4 separate regions of the Mus musculus genome follow, and all the other regions are linked to region 1. The links are chromatin contacts, called in public HiCAR-type, Micro-C and promoter capture Hi-C maps. All regions are on one chromosome and are shown on one strand. Each heading gives the region's core, a stretch centred on a gene start, on an enhancer-like site or on the middle of the called end of the contact. The rest is flanking DNA. Distances are from core to core; before and after follow the strand shown. Region 1 holds the start of Tvp23b (trans-golgi network vesicle protein 23B). Region 2 holds the start of F930015N05Rik (RIKEN cDNA F930015N05 gene). Region 3 holds the start of Mapk7 (mitogen-activated protein kinase 7). Region 4 holds the start of 2810001G20Rik (RIKEN cDNA 2810001G20 gene).

What was found. Promoter capture Hi-C pulls out the DNA fragments that hold promoters and counts their contacts. Hi-C and Micro-C count contacts between places; a contact is called where the count stands out from the background. HiCAR-type assays count read pairs that join an accessible place to other places.
Region 2: a HiCAR-type map of astrocytes shows a contact between it and region 1, with 4 times the contacts expected there. The contact joins the promoter of F930015N05Rik here to the promoter of Tvp23b in region 1. A contact is called at or near these places in 1 of 39 promoter capture datasets (hippocampal neurons) and 2 of 115 datasets of contacts at active chromatin or transcription factors (astrocytes and embryonic forebrain).
Region 3: a promoter capture Hi-C map of pre-B cells shows a contact between it and region 1, with 3 times the contacts expected there. The contact joins the promoter of Mapk7 here to the promoter of Tvp23b in region 1. A contact is called at or near these places in 1 of 39 promoter capture datasets (pre-B cells) and 1 of 484 Hi-C or Micro-C datasets (regulatory T cells).
Region 4: a Micro-C map of embryonic stem cells shows a contact between it and region 1, with 10 times the contacts expected there. The contact joins the promoter of 2810001G20Rik here to the promoter of Tvp23b in region 1. A contact is called at or near these places in 3 of 39 promoter capture datasets (hippocampal neurons, liver and pre-B cells), 3 of 484 Hi-C or Micro-C datasets (B cells, embryonic stem cells and uterus) and 2 of 115 datasets of contacts at active chromatin or transcription factors (large pre-B cells and pro-B cells).

The regions. Positions count from the first base shown.
Region 1 is chr11:62,878,000-62,881,165 of GRCm38.p6, reverse strand. It overlaps Tvp23b (trans-golgi network vesicle protein 23B), which reads right to left and starts at 1,711. Exons shown (of 7, transcript NM_026210.5): 1 at 1,571-1,711. The coding sequence starts at 1,582.
Region 2 is chr11:64,435,025-64,438,190 of GRCm38.p6, reverse strand. It overlaps F930015N05Rik (RIKEN cDNA F930015N05 gene), which reads left to right and starts at 1,517. Exons shown (of 1, transcript NR_028445.1): 1 at 1,517-3,166. Hs3st3a1 (heparan sulfate (glucosamine) 3-O-sulfotransferase 3A1) reads right to left here and starts at 2,859. Exons shown (of 2, transcript NM_178870.5): 1 at 1,565-2,859. The coding sequence starts at 2,124.
Region 3 is chr11:61,492,532-61,495,697 of GRCm38.p6, reverse strand. Mapk7 (mitogen-activated protein kinase 7) reads left to right here and starts at 1,432. Exons shown (of 7, transcript NM_011841.2): 1 at 1,432-1,618; 2 at 1,744-2,051; 3 at 2,629-2,794. The coding sequence starts at 1,820.
Region 4 is chr11:64,077,817-64,080,982 of GRCm38.p6, reverse strand. 2810001G20Rik (RIKEN cDNA 2810001G20 gene) reads right to left here and starts at 1,499. Exons shown (of 2, transcript NR_033780.1): 1 at 1,206-1,499. Cox10 (heme A:farnesyltransferase cytochrome c oxidase assembly factor 10) reads left to right here and starts at 1,511. Exons shown (of 7, transcript NM_178379.3): 1 at 1,511-1,647. The coding sequence starts at 1,605.

The DNA of each region.
Region 1 (3,166 bases), core at 462-2,961:
AGATTATAGAGTACACTTGTGGCCCCTTCTGCCTGTAATGCCAGCACTTGAAAGACTGAGTCAAGACAGTTATAATCAGTTGGAGAAGGGTGAAAAAAAAAGAAGAAATTAAAGCATGGCTTTGAGCTAACACCAACAAGATTTTGTGAGGGGCGGGGAAGGGGAGGGAACAATGGAAGGCTACCAACAGTGCAACTCATGAATGCTTCCCAGTGAACAAAGGTAAACCAGCTGTAACCCAACAGTGGAGTACACAGGATCCACAGAAGAACCTGTGGGTGATTAGCAAAGATGCAGGGAGGGGGTTGGTATGAAAATACCAGGGGGAGGGGCTGCTTCTAGGTAATAAGAAAGAAAATTATCAGACAAAAAACAACAACAACAAAAAAAAAAAACAACCAAAAAACACAAAAACCACAAGGGAACAGATGTTTAAGTCTGCAGAGAAATTTTAATGCACAGGTTGCCTGGGGGAAGGAAGGTAATGACTATAAAAAATGTCAAATGCCCAACAGGTGGAAGGACTTATGGTCACAGACCTAGGAGTAGGAAGAAGCGGATCTAAATGCACCTTCAGAGCTGAGCTGAAACCATCAATGAATTTTTTCTACTCCACATTTCCACAAAGTAGACTTTTCTTATCACAGATTCTAGTTGGCCCATCCTGAGACACTTGGTATGTCACTATGTCTTTATTATTATGATCTGAAAATATGTTGTTCCCCAACCTAACCTCTCCCCATCCCAACCCCCACCCCCAGCCATCCTGCCCTTTGCAGATCCCATCTCCTTGAACATCCCAACCTGACAATGAAACCCGTGTGACACAATCTACATGGGAGTTCACAGTAAAAAAAAAATTTTTTTTGTTTTTTTGTTTTGTTTTTTTGGTTTTTCGAGACAGGGTTCTCTGTATAGCCTGTATATCTCTGTATAGCCCTGGCTGTCCTGGAACTCACTCTGTAGATCAGGCTGGTCTCGAACTCAGAAATCCACCTGCCTCTGCCTCCCGAGTGCTGGGATTAAAGGCGTGCGCCACCACGCCCAGCTTCACAGTAAAATTTTAAAGGAAGAAAATATATTACATGTACTAATCTCTGGCCGAAGGACAATTGGCTACATCGACCTCTACGGGTACAAAGGCGATAACCATCGTGATTATCTGTGTACAGCGTAGTAACACTGGAACCCAAGGCTCTGGCAATCTCTCCCTACAGGATCGCCCTGAACTTGTGTATCAGGGCCCTACAGGCCATTCCCCTCATCCGGGCAGGCTATGGGAAGACGGGTTACCCCCGACCTCACACCCAGAGATCCTGCAGCGAGTGTGCTCCACACCCGCTGACAGGAGGCCTCTGTGCCTCCGGGGTCGCCGGTGCACCCTATCCCTCACAGTCCACAAACCCTCTAGCGACAATTTGCCCGGGGCTGGCCCTCCTACCCACCCACCTGCAGTTCCTACAGCTCAGGCAGTGGGCGGGCACACGGACCCAACAGCCTCGGGCGACTGGGCAAGACCCCCAGCCCCAACTCAAGCACCGGCTACCGGCGCTCGGCCGCCATCCCTCACCTGCGACAACATGACGACCCTGCGCCAACCCGCCCCCCACTTCCGAGAGCCACGACAGCAAAGCTGCCACGCGATCCAGCTCTACAGCCGACGTCACAAGCGCACCAGGAAGCCACTTGGTGGGAGGGCGCAACTCCAGAGACCGGAAGGCGATAGGCGGGTCCATACCTTGGGGCGGGGCTCCATAGTGGGCGGGGCGGAAAGAGCTGGTCCACGCGACGGACGCGGGCGGTAGGAGGCGGGGTGTGTGGGCGGGGCCTTGACGCAGAGACTCTGTAGGGGCTGAGGTGGAGGTGGGCGGGGCAAGCGTGAGCAGGGGCAAGGGCTGCACTTCTAAGGAAAAGCAAAACGCTTGGGAATAAACTGGCTAACTTAATGGGTTCTAAAGCGAAGTTTCTTGGGTTATGAATGGAAAATGTTTTTTGCTACCAAAGAAGTACAAACTGTGAGTCATTACCACCAGCAGGGACGCCCTGAGAGAGGCGGAGCTTTATAATTTAACCTTGTAAATGTATTGTATTTTAGTATAGTCTTTCTTAAGCGATTTAAATGTTAAAGAAAATTGAGAAATAAATGTGTCCTTGGAAAGAAATTAAAAAAAAAAAAACCGAGTAAGAAAGAGACAAGAAGACTAGCGTAAGCAGTGAGGGTACTGCTGTAAGGGGCATAACCTCAGAACAAGAAGAGAGGCCAGTATCGCGCCTCTGCCCTCCATGTACCAATTATATAACCAATCTCTATGTACATCCTTCCTCGGCTGTAAAGTGGGAAGGACGGTGATGGCTTTACAGAGCATTTAGTAAAGTGGCACAAATTTGCTTTTATTACTGTTTTAAGTCACCTGCTGATGGCATGATCATGCCTAGACCTAAAATTCAGAGATTTTTTTTTTTTTTTTTTTTGGTTTTTCGAGACAAATTCAGAGAGTTTAAAGCCATCTTTGCAACTGTAATGATAGAGATATTCTGTTTGCTCAACTATGTCAGACTGTTGGAGGCTCATGCAATGTCCCTCTCACCTTTTCTTAACTGAAGGGACTCTTCACAGAACCCGGGGTTTTATCTGGTTCTTTGCCAGGACTATGTCAAACCCAGTGTTACAATAATGAAGAAACATGGACCTAGTTCCCAAAAAAGAGAAAGCAGGCAAGGTAATTGCGCATCTTCGTGTGAAGCTGGACAAATGACCTATGTCCTAACCTGCTTGGACAAAGATTTTGGTGGCCCACCCTGTGTTGTGAGGTTGTGTGGAAAAAAAATTTTTTTGGTTCTCACTTTTTATATGAATGCAATTTGAATTCACTACCATATTTTAAGATATAGAGCATTTGACAAGAAAGTGAATTTCCCACTTGTTAGGATTTTTGTCTTCCTTTTTGGAGGACTGGTGTGTGTGTGTTGGGGGGGGGGTTCTTTGCTTGCTTTTGAAACAGGGTGTTGCCTCCTAGTACCAACTGACTAGATGCTCTGTCCTCCTGCCTTGCCCCTATCTCCCCTCACCCTCAAGAACTGGAACTTAATGACGGGGAAAGTCTGCCTGGGGTGTTGAGCCTCTATGTAGGGACTGTACTCTTTGTCCAGATCCTGAGCCCTTCTG
Region 2 (3,166 bases), core at 268-2,767, 1.6 Mb before region 1:
GATATACCATGCCCTCAAACAGACGTTACTGGAGTAAGAAGAAGCAATCCCATCTTGTGAAAATAAAGTTTAGTAGGGCAAAGCAAAAATGAAGGGGATTAGTACTAAATGTTTCACTATATTTAATTGTACCTCAGAGCCCAGGGCCGGCCTGTATGTCTCAGACTGATGGCTTGAAATGGGTCTCTCCCTGCACTGTATGAGGCCACATTCAATGCGAGCGGCTCTAGATAAGAGTTTTAGGGGTCTTTAATCACTTCATTCTTGTGTCCTTGGGGAATAGCACAGAACAGCCTTTGTGTCCAGAAGAAGGACCTGTTGTCCAGACTCAACAGGTCACTGCATAAGAACTTCCCAGAGGATAGGGCATAAATGACAGAAGCATGGGGGAGGGAGTATATTTAAGTGGCTGATGATTTTAAATGATATATATGCTATATCAGGGGAAAGCTGATTGTTTTTCTTTCCAATGACTGGGAAGTTACTGTTTTTAGAAGTGTTTAATGTTTGAATTTGATTATTATTTTTTTAGGACTAAACTATAAATTCAGCTCCCGAAATCAATCTGAACATGTTCTTGACTCTACAAGTGAATAAACTCGTCACATCATGTCTGTCTGTATTTTATGAATGGTTCCTTCCACGTGTACCTCAACTGTGTCATAACTTTTCTAATATTGTTTCAGTTATAATGAGAATGAATATTTTATGAACAGGCTGAACTTTATAAAAATGAGAAAATTCTAACCATATGAATTTTGTCCTTGAACTTGGAGGAGAGGGGAAAATAAATCAGTATTTTTTACCACAAACCAAATCCAGGCCACGCTAGAATTTATTAGAGTTTGGCTAACTCTGATATTATAGGTGATCTGAATTTGACACTGGCAAATCAGCTTATCCTGTAAATAACATTTACTTCCTAAATTGTATCCAGCGCATTTTCCCATGATTTCCCCCCCCCCTTTAAAATTAACTATCTTATTTGTAAAGATAATAGTTAGGAGATCTTTAGAAAAATTTCTGTCAGGCTGATAGTATTACCAACAAAGTGTTCTTTAAAACCCAGTTAGTCGTTGCTGGCACGTGATGAGGCATAGATTATCCAAACTACAGGGACTCTTGACACTTTTACTAAGTTTCTATATGACTTACCACCTTGGACAACTATCTGGCAAAGGGTCAAGGCAAATAAATACCGGAGCAAAGACCCATGTTAACCACAGGGAATTACCCCAAAGATAAAGGAATAGACATAGGCTTCCCTTGGTAAGCCCAGTAATGAGGAACAGTTTTCTAACTTAAAAGGAAACTCTCCTCTTTCCTTTTCTTTTCCTTTATCTAATTACTAGGGCGATTTCAAGGAATAAGATGTTTGGGGAACTGGGGAGCCCTGACAATTAAAATCAAGATCTCCATTCCTCTCTCCATCTGCCCCTCCCCAAGGGAGAAGAACGGGAGCCCAAGATGGGAACAGCTACTGCTCCCCCTTTGCCATCCCTTCCTAGTCTCCCCCTCTGCACAGCCAGCGCTCAGAAGTACCCATGGGGGTCCCCGCGCTCACCGGTACCAGGCGAGGCCCTTGTGGTAGCTGCGGTCAAAAAAGTGGGGCTCAGCACCCACGGCACGCACGTCGGGGTGCACGCGCAGGAACTCCAGCAGCGCCCGCGTGCCGCCCTTCTTCACGCCGATGATGATGGCCTGCGGCAGCTGCTTGCTGCCCTCGTCCAGAAGTAAGGCCAGGGTCCCCGGCTGGGCCTCGGCCACGCTGCTTCCCGCCCCGGAGCCTCCTGGTGCGGCGGCCAGCCCAGGGCTCTGCTCCTCCTGGTCGCTGCTGTCTCCTGGCCCCGACCGCCCGCGCCTCCTCCGTTGCCTCAGCTGCAGGAGGCGCTTCCTTGGCGCTCCCGCGGGCCACATCGCCAGTTCCCTGGGTCCTGCAGGGACGCCGCGCCCCGGGACCCCCGCGACGGGGCCCGAGCCGGGTGGGCAGCGCTCCGCCAGGCAGTAGAAGACGTAGAGGGAAGTGAGTAGCGAGCAGAGCATCAGCAAGAACTTCCTGAAGATGCTGCGCGACAGTGGCTCCGCCGGGCTGGGCTGGGCGCCGGTGGGACCCGAGGGGGCCATCCTAGCCAGAGGCGACCTCGGACGGCGAGCGGGCCATGCTAGGCCACGACTGTGCTGGGAGCTCCGCCATCCCCGCTGCCAGCCAGCGTGCTGCCCCGCGGCCGCATCGCCTGAGCCGCCCTGCGTGCCTGAGAGCTGCCCCGCTGGGCGGCAGCAGGGGCTGGAACTAGGGACCAAGCACTGCGAGCCCTTCTTGGGGTCCTGGGCTTCGGGCGACGAGGAGGAAAGGGGTGCGGGGCCGTGCTTAAGAAACCATGGTCTTGGGTCTGAAACGCGCCCGAGTCCTGAGCCTAGCTGCGCAGAGCTCCGCGCCCTGGGTCTCCGAGAGTCGCCCGGCAAGGGAGTCTCTGCGGCGGCAGTGGCGAAGGTGCTCGGCTCAGCAGGGTCCTGAGCGGTGCGGAACTTGGCTCAGCGATAACACATCCTTGGCTCAGTCCCCCGTGGAGCGGGCGCAGGACTCTCGGGCCGAAGAATTGTGTACGCTCCGGTTAGAACGAGTGACCCTTTTTCCAGCTTCTGCTCTCCTGGCCCGCCCAGGAGCGTGCCCTGAGTCCTGGCTCAGCTCGTCTCAGCAACCGAGCAAGCAAAGTCCCCCTAGTCCCTCTATCCGAATGGGACTCAAGCCTTCTGGCCTCTTGAGCGCTCCGGAAGTCTACCCACTCCTCTGGGGCCCCAGCTGGGAACAGCTTGGAGGGGCCCCGCTGTGCGGGACCTGTCAGCCACCGCTGCCACTGTGCTCTTGGGCTCTCCCCGCAGCCTCCTCAGCCGCTACCGCCACACGTGGGACGCGAAGGACAGCAAACTTGGTGGTGACGTCAACGGCCCAGGCCAGACCAACGCGGGGATCCGCTCTAGGGTGCAGAGCAGAGGCGCAGGGGCCGGGCTAGAGAGGCAGAAGGGGTGGGACCGGGACAAAAAAAAAAAAAAAAGGTGACGAGGCACCGCCCAATACACTGGAGAGGGCGCGGACGACAGAGGAGACGCCCCTTCCTCGCACTCCCTCTCTCCTTTCCTCCTTCCTCCTCCTCCACCCCTAGGTCTC
Region 3 (3,166 bases), core at 183-2,682, 1.4 Mb after region 1:
ATTCCGTCCTCTTTCAACTCTTCCCCCTTGCAGGCATTTTTTTTCTGCAGATCCCTGTGCCATGCACAGGAACTATCTGCTCAGCAAAAAATACCCAAGACTGCTGGGAACAGAGGAACATTTCAGCCAAAGTCTACCTGAGGGGTCTTAGCTGAACACGCTGAATTTAAGATAAAATCTTCACTAACCTCTAAAGACATCCATTTAAATACTTTCCACCTTCTTTCCCATGCCCCGGTAACACTGAATTGAGACTCTCTGAACATTCTGTCAAAATAGTCATTTAGCCAGGCAGTGAACACCTTTAATCTTAGCGCTCAGGAGGCAGAGGCAGGCAGCTCTCTGTCAATTTGAGGCCAGCCTCTGCCTGTTCAGTGCTGGGACTAAAAGCATGAGCCGGTACATCCAGTTTTTTTAGAAATTTTAATCTAAATCAAAGGCGCAGGTATTAAGTTTGTGAAAATGAATTGATGTGTGAAACTTTCTGCATGTAGTACCAAATGCTGGGCAACACAAACAACCGTGTATGATATCTAAGATCCATTTCTGCTTTAGACTCAACCTTTGGCTTTTGATTGAGAACTCAGTAATAAATGTCAAGGGGACACTCAGACTTTACTGGATTTCATCCCAGTTTCCCTCTCCACACTTTTCTTGTCTCACTGGGAATCCCGAATCTCTTTGGAGATTGGAGACTTAAGCTGCCTACCGAGAACTTTTCTAGCTCTCGAGTTAACAATGCTCACTTTTGCCTCAACCGGACGTCCCAGCCGGATGGAGGAAAAATGGAAGAGGAAAGGGAAAAAGTTGTTGGGTCTGGCCCGGTTCAGAGCGCATGCGCATCCCCGCCAGGTCCTCACTGGCTGGGGGTGGGGGTGGGGGTGTTGGAGTGGTTGGGGGGGTGGGGGAAAACAAGTCAGCGACGCTCTAAAGACTGGGGTCTCTGGTCACTACTCCGGGGTAAGGCGTCCAGAACTTCCGGCGCCGAAAGAGTGCGCAGCAAATTCCCTAGGAAATAAAGCTAACAAGGAAGGAAGAGGAGCCAAAAGGACGGGGTGGGGGTGGGGGGGTGCGGAGCTTGTTGCCTAGGTAACACCCCTCCTCCCTCCCTTATCTCCGCCCTTCGGGCCTGTGGAGCGAGTAGGCTCAGAAGTACAAGAGAACTTGGTGGGGCCTTGCTCGCTTCCCCCCCACCACCCAAGCTCCGGAGGCTGCTAGTACGCATGCGTGAGAGCATGGTGCGGGGCTGCGCGCGCACCCCTGAGGAGCACGCATCACCCCTTGGGCGGCTCCCGCCCGGAGTGGGACAGCTGGGCGCGCGCGCGCGCGCGCGTGATTGACAAGGGCGCGGTTTTCCCGTCCGGTAAGTTTTGATTGGACAGAGTAAAATAAAGGGGTGGGAACCTCCACGGAGGCCGCTCAACGATTGGCTGGGAGCTGGAGGAGCGTGGTCCCGGGGCGGCCGGTGGGGTGGTCTGCTTCGGCGCACGCGAGGCTTTGGTGGTGGCCGCGGTTCTTGTTAAGTGAGCGAGCCCGGGGGAACACTCATCACTGGGTTGGCAAGACTCAGGAATCCCAAATTCCCGAGGAGGCGTGGCGGCGGGGTGCCGGCCGGTCGGTGAGTGCGATCCCGGGAGTCCCAGCGCCCCGCCCCTCCCTTTCTTCCGGGGCCGCGCCGCGCCCCCCTGGATCCTGGGCCGTGGGGTTCTCTGTGCCAGCGGTCCCCTCTCGCCTGCTGCACAGGTCCTGCCTCCAAACCCACAGAGGCGGAACTGAGAGGCCCTCAGGACGATCTTCTCATCAGCGCTTCGTACAGACCATGGCCGAACCGCTGAAGGAGGAGGACGGCGAAGATGGCTCTGGGGAGCCCCCTGGGAGGGTGAAGGCAGAACCCGTTCACACCGCTGCCTCTGTGGTGGCCAAGAACCTGGCCCTGCTCAAAGCCCGCTCCTTCGACGTGACCTTTGACGTGGGGGACGAGTACGAGATCATCGAGACCATAGGCAATGGGGCCTACGGGGTGGTGTCTTCGGCGCGCCGCCGCCTCACGGGTGAGCTGGCTTCCTGAGGCTCAGCATGTGTGGACTGCTTTCCAGAGGCGGTGAGGAACCCGCACGGTCCCAGGAGGATCAGCTGCGCCGGGGATTCTGGTTCCACTCACGCTTACGGACTAGGTGCCAGCTCCCCGTTAGGTACCCTTCTCAGGAACCCCTGCTTCTCCCAGTCAGCCTACTTTCTCCTTAGGAAAAGGATATTCCCTGTAAGCCAGAATAGAGAGATGCTCTTTGGTGTCCAAAAGAGATATGTTCTAGAGCCAGAGATTGGCACGATGGAGTGGTGGAAGAATGGGGAGGATCTGGGATGGACTGACTATGTGAGGAGGGAGGGAGGGAGGATCAGTTAGTACAGTCACAACCACTGCTAACTAGCCGCGCCTCCTCTCTATGTGAGCTATTAGCAGCCGTTTCACGAGGCAGTTGCGAAATTAAAATTTGATATATGTTACACACAGGGCCCTGCACACAGTAGGTACTTACTGCTATCTGGGCTCCAGAAGAGCAGTGCTGGAAGGGACCTGCAGCTAACTTGAAGGTACTCTCTGGTATATGCCCTTTTCCTGCTCCCCAGGCCAGCAGGTGGCCATCAAGAAGATACCTAATGCTTTTGATGTGGTGACCAATGCCAAACGGACCCTCAGGGAGCTGAAGATCCTCAAACACTTCAAACACGACAATATCATCGCCATCAAGGACATCCTGAAGCCTACTGTGCCCTATGGAGAATTCAGATCTGTGTAAGGAGTGGGCCAGGAGGAGGAGACACAGTCGGGATCAGCTTAGAAGCCCAGGTTCAGTAATACTGAAGTTCTGGCAGGGCGGTTGAACCCAGAGTGATGCGGGCTGTGAGTCCAGGACATTGGTAGGGACAGTTCTTATCTCTCAAGAGGGCAAGGGCTGGGGATGTCGATCACTGGTAGGCTGATGAGCATCTTTGAGGTTTTAGGTTGACTCTCCTGTACAAAAGGGGAAAAGAATCAAGAGGATTTACCTCTTTATGGTCATGCCACCTTTGGTTATATCATAAGTTCAAGGCTAGTCTAGACCCTGTTCCAAAAGACAAAACAAAAAACCAAAACAGCAATAGAGGAGAGGGAGAGAGGACAGAC
Region 4 (3,166 bases), core at 250-2,749, 1.2 Mb before region 1:
CATGGTTGTAGTATGTATTTGCACTTTATTTTCATTTCATGGCAAATAGGCCAGTATGTGGATATGTCACAGAATATCAGTTGATGTATAACTTGAGTTATATCCACTTTGGGATATTATGAGTGAATGAATGCTGTCATTTGTCTTGGGAATATACCTGGGAAAGGCACAGCTGGGTCAGGAGGTAGCGCTGTGTTTAACTTATTGAGGAACACCTAAACTGCTTTTCCAAAGTGGCTACAATATTTTATATTCCTATAAACAATGTATCAGGATTCCTACTTCTTCACTAACTTGTTAACTCCTGCTATTGATTAATTTTGTTTATAGCCATCTTATAGGTGTACAGTCCTATCACTTTTTGGTTTTATAACACAAATTTTAAGAGACAACTATAAAGAGATAGGAAGTACAGTAGACTGCTATACAATCTACAGTTTGAATCACGCAATCTCTCTAGCCCTCAGGTTCCATACCATGTAACCATTGAGTTAGGTATCTGAGATCTAGTTTGTAAAGGGCTAACTTATTTATGATGATCAGAGTTCCAGGAACAGTGGGTCTAATTAACCAAGATAGCTGTAAAGCAGAAGGCCTCCCCTAAGCAGCACTCACTGTTGGTGTGATTAGATCCCAAATTGTGCTTTTCATTTGTTGATTTAAGGTTTGTACTTTGTAATATTTCACTTAACACAGCATTTCAAAGTGCTCGAAAAACAGTGGATTGAACAGTTGTTAACTTTTCAGTTATTCACCAGAAATCCATCCTCTTCTTCCTTAGTCTAAGATTAATTTGATGGGGACAACCATTATCCTAGGTCCACAGTGATGAACTGTGATGGGCCTCAGAAAATCCCATTCTCTGCTCTGTCTTCCTGGTAAACTGGAAAACTCTCACAGTTCCTTCTACTGAGCAGCAAGTTGGCTCTTCAAAGCCTTTCTTTAGCCTACTTCACAGAAATGCTAACCTCATTCCATAGCGCTTTCTACCTTATCCCTATCGGGATGACGCTCACCATGACCAGTTCTTGCTGCAGAGACACAGTGCGTGCTCTTACACAAACTCCTGTCTCAGTGGCCCCTGATCAGCACCTGAGGTGAACCACAGAGATCTCACCTCATCGCTGAAAGCAAACACAAACTGCCCTTGTAAGTCATGTTTTGCTCTTTTAATGAGTTTCTTTCTTCCTCGTTTTTTTACTTACCAAACTCCACGAGAAGCCAACAGCCTGCGCAAGATCAGCCTGGGTGACAACTGAGGAGGCATTCAATTCTTTCAAGCTCAGGGGACTGCCGGGCCGGGCCGGACTCCAGAGCCCTAACCCCGCCACGACTCGCCTTCCGCCCGCGGGCTCCGACGATCTGTCCCTCCCGGGCAGAGAGCTCACCTAGTCTACATCTGGAGCGTCTGAGGGGAAAGCGAAAGCTCTACCATCCGATCTTTATAAGCTCCGCTAGCCTAGCTTTCAGAGAGCGCTGGGAGCCGGAAGTGACAAGAGGAAGTCCCGCCTCACTCAGAGGGCGGGCTAGCAAGATGGCGGCGCCCAGGAGCCGGTGAGGTGAGAGGCGTCCTGGGGTCCTGGGGACTGCTGCACCAGTACGTTATGGCCGCGTCCCCGCACACCATTTCCTCGCGCCTCCTCACAGGTATTGTACCCGGTTGGGAATGATCGTGGACGAATTGTTTTCTTTTTTGCCATGTGCGGTACCGTGTTGCCGGCCGCCTGCAACCTTGGAAGCCCTTGGCTTGTCACTTGGCAGGGAGGTGACCTTTAGGGTCACCTGAAGGGACGAGGCCAAGTATTGTGGACCAGCTTTGCACCGTAGGCCAGGTGGTCCCTAAGGCTTGATATCCCGTGCTCTTTGGAGTTTCAGACAGTGCAAGATGGAGGGACAGGATAAACCATGGGGCTCCACAAGCCTGGCACATGAGAGCCGCGGTTCCTGGCCACCGCCTTTTAATGACAAGAAGCGCACCTCCCCCCCCCCCCCCCCCCCGTTAAGGAGCTGTCTTCCAGCTTAAAGTGTTACCTTAATCACCATGATAATGATAACTGCCAACTGAATCCCATTGAGCCAGCGCTGTACCATCAGTATGGCTCCTTCCATCAGAAGGACTTTTGACAGATGTGTGTTTATCACAAACTCTTGAAAAGCTCCTATATTTTACCTTTTCAGGGAGGCCAACCTTAGCACTCTAACTAAAATAGGAGTCTTTATCCTTCTTTTCTTATATCATATTAATTTATCATGAATAACACACGGTGTAATTGTTCACACCTGCAGTACAGATGTGCAACAATTTAGTGTGTTCCTCCCAGTAAGAGAAACACTTTGTGAAAGTAAAGATAGTCTGTCTCCCTGGTTCACCACTGTATCCCTCATGCCCAGAGCAATGCCTATGTGCATTGGTGATGCTCAGTCATTTGTGAATGAATGAGATTGTGCTGGTAGAAATTTTAAAGAGGAGGTTGGTTTTGTGACTAGTATCCATGGATGGTGGCAAAGTGATCTATAGTACAGACAAGATAGTGGAAGCCATTGTGTACCTTCTCACAGCCCAGAACCATCCTGTAGGCCTCCCTGTCACTTACACACTGCCCACTGTGTCTGGCTGACTGTGGTGATCACTGTGCTTCTGTAGAGCTCTTTTCTCCCGTGCGTTTGTATGATCCCAGTGCAGATCATTTGACTTTCTTTAATGAAACATTTACGCGTCTATAATAAGGTAACTGAGCTAGGTGATCTCAAAGGTACCTTCTGGCTCATAAACCAGGGCAGGAAGTGGAAGGGTGGGTAGAAGAGACAAAGTTGGGCAGTACTTGGTAATTGTCAAAGCTGTGCGTTGAGTGATAGAGCCTCCTTGGACACCTCTTTTCATATGACTGTCATTTTCTAAAATAAAAAGTTTATGGGGTTCTTCGTGTGTGTGTGTGTGTGTGTGTGTGTGTGTCTGTTGTGAGTCTTTCTTGACTCACTTCTTTGTTACTTTCTGTAATCGCTGATTGTGAGTATTCCTCGATGCAGACACTCGGTACTCATTCTTAGAGGGCTCATCTCAGTGCTGGACTATCTGTCTGTACGGACGCTTCTTCTTTGTATACAGATTCCTCAGGGCAACCTTTCTTTCTACTTTTCTGTTTGGTATTTCAGCTTCTTTTTTTTG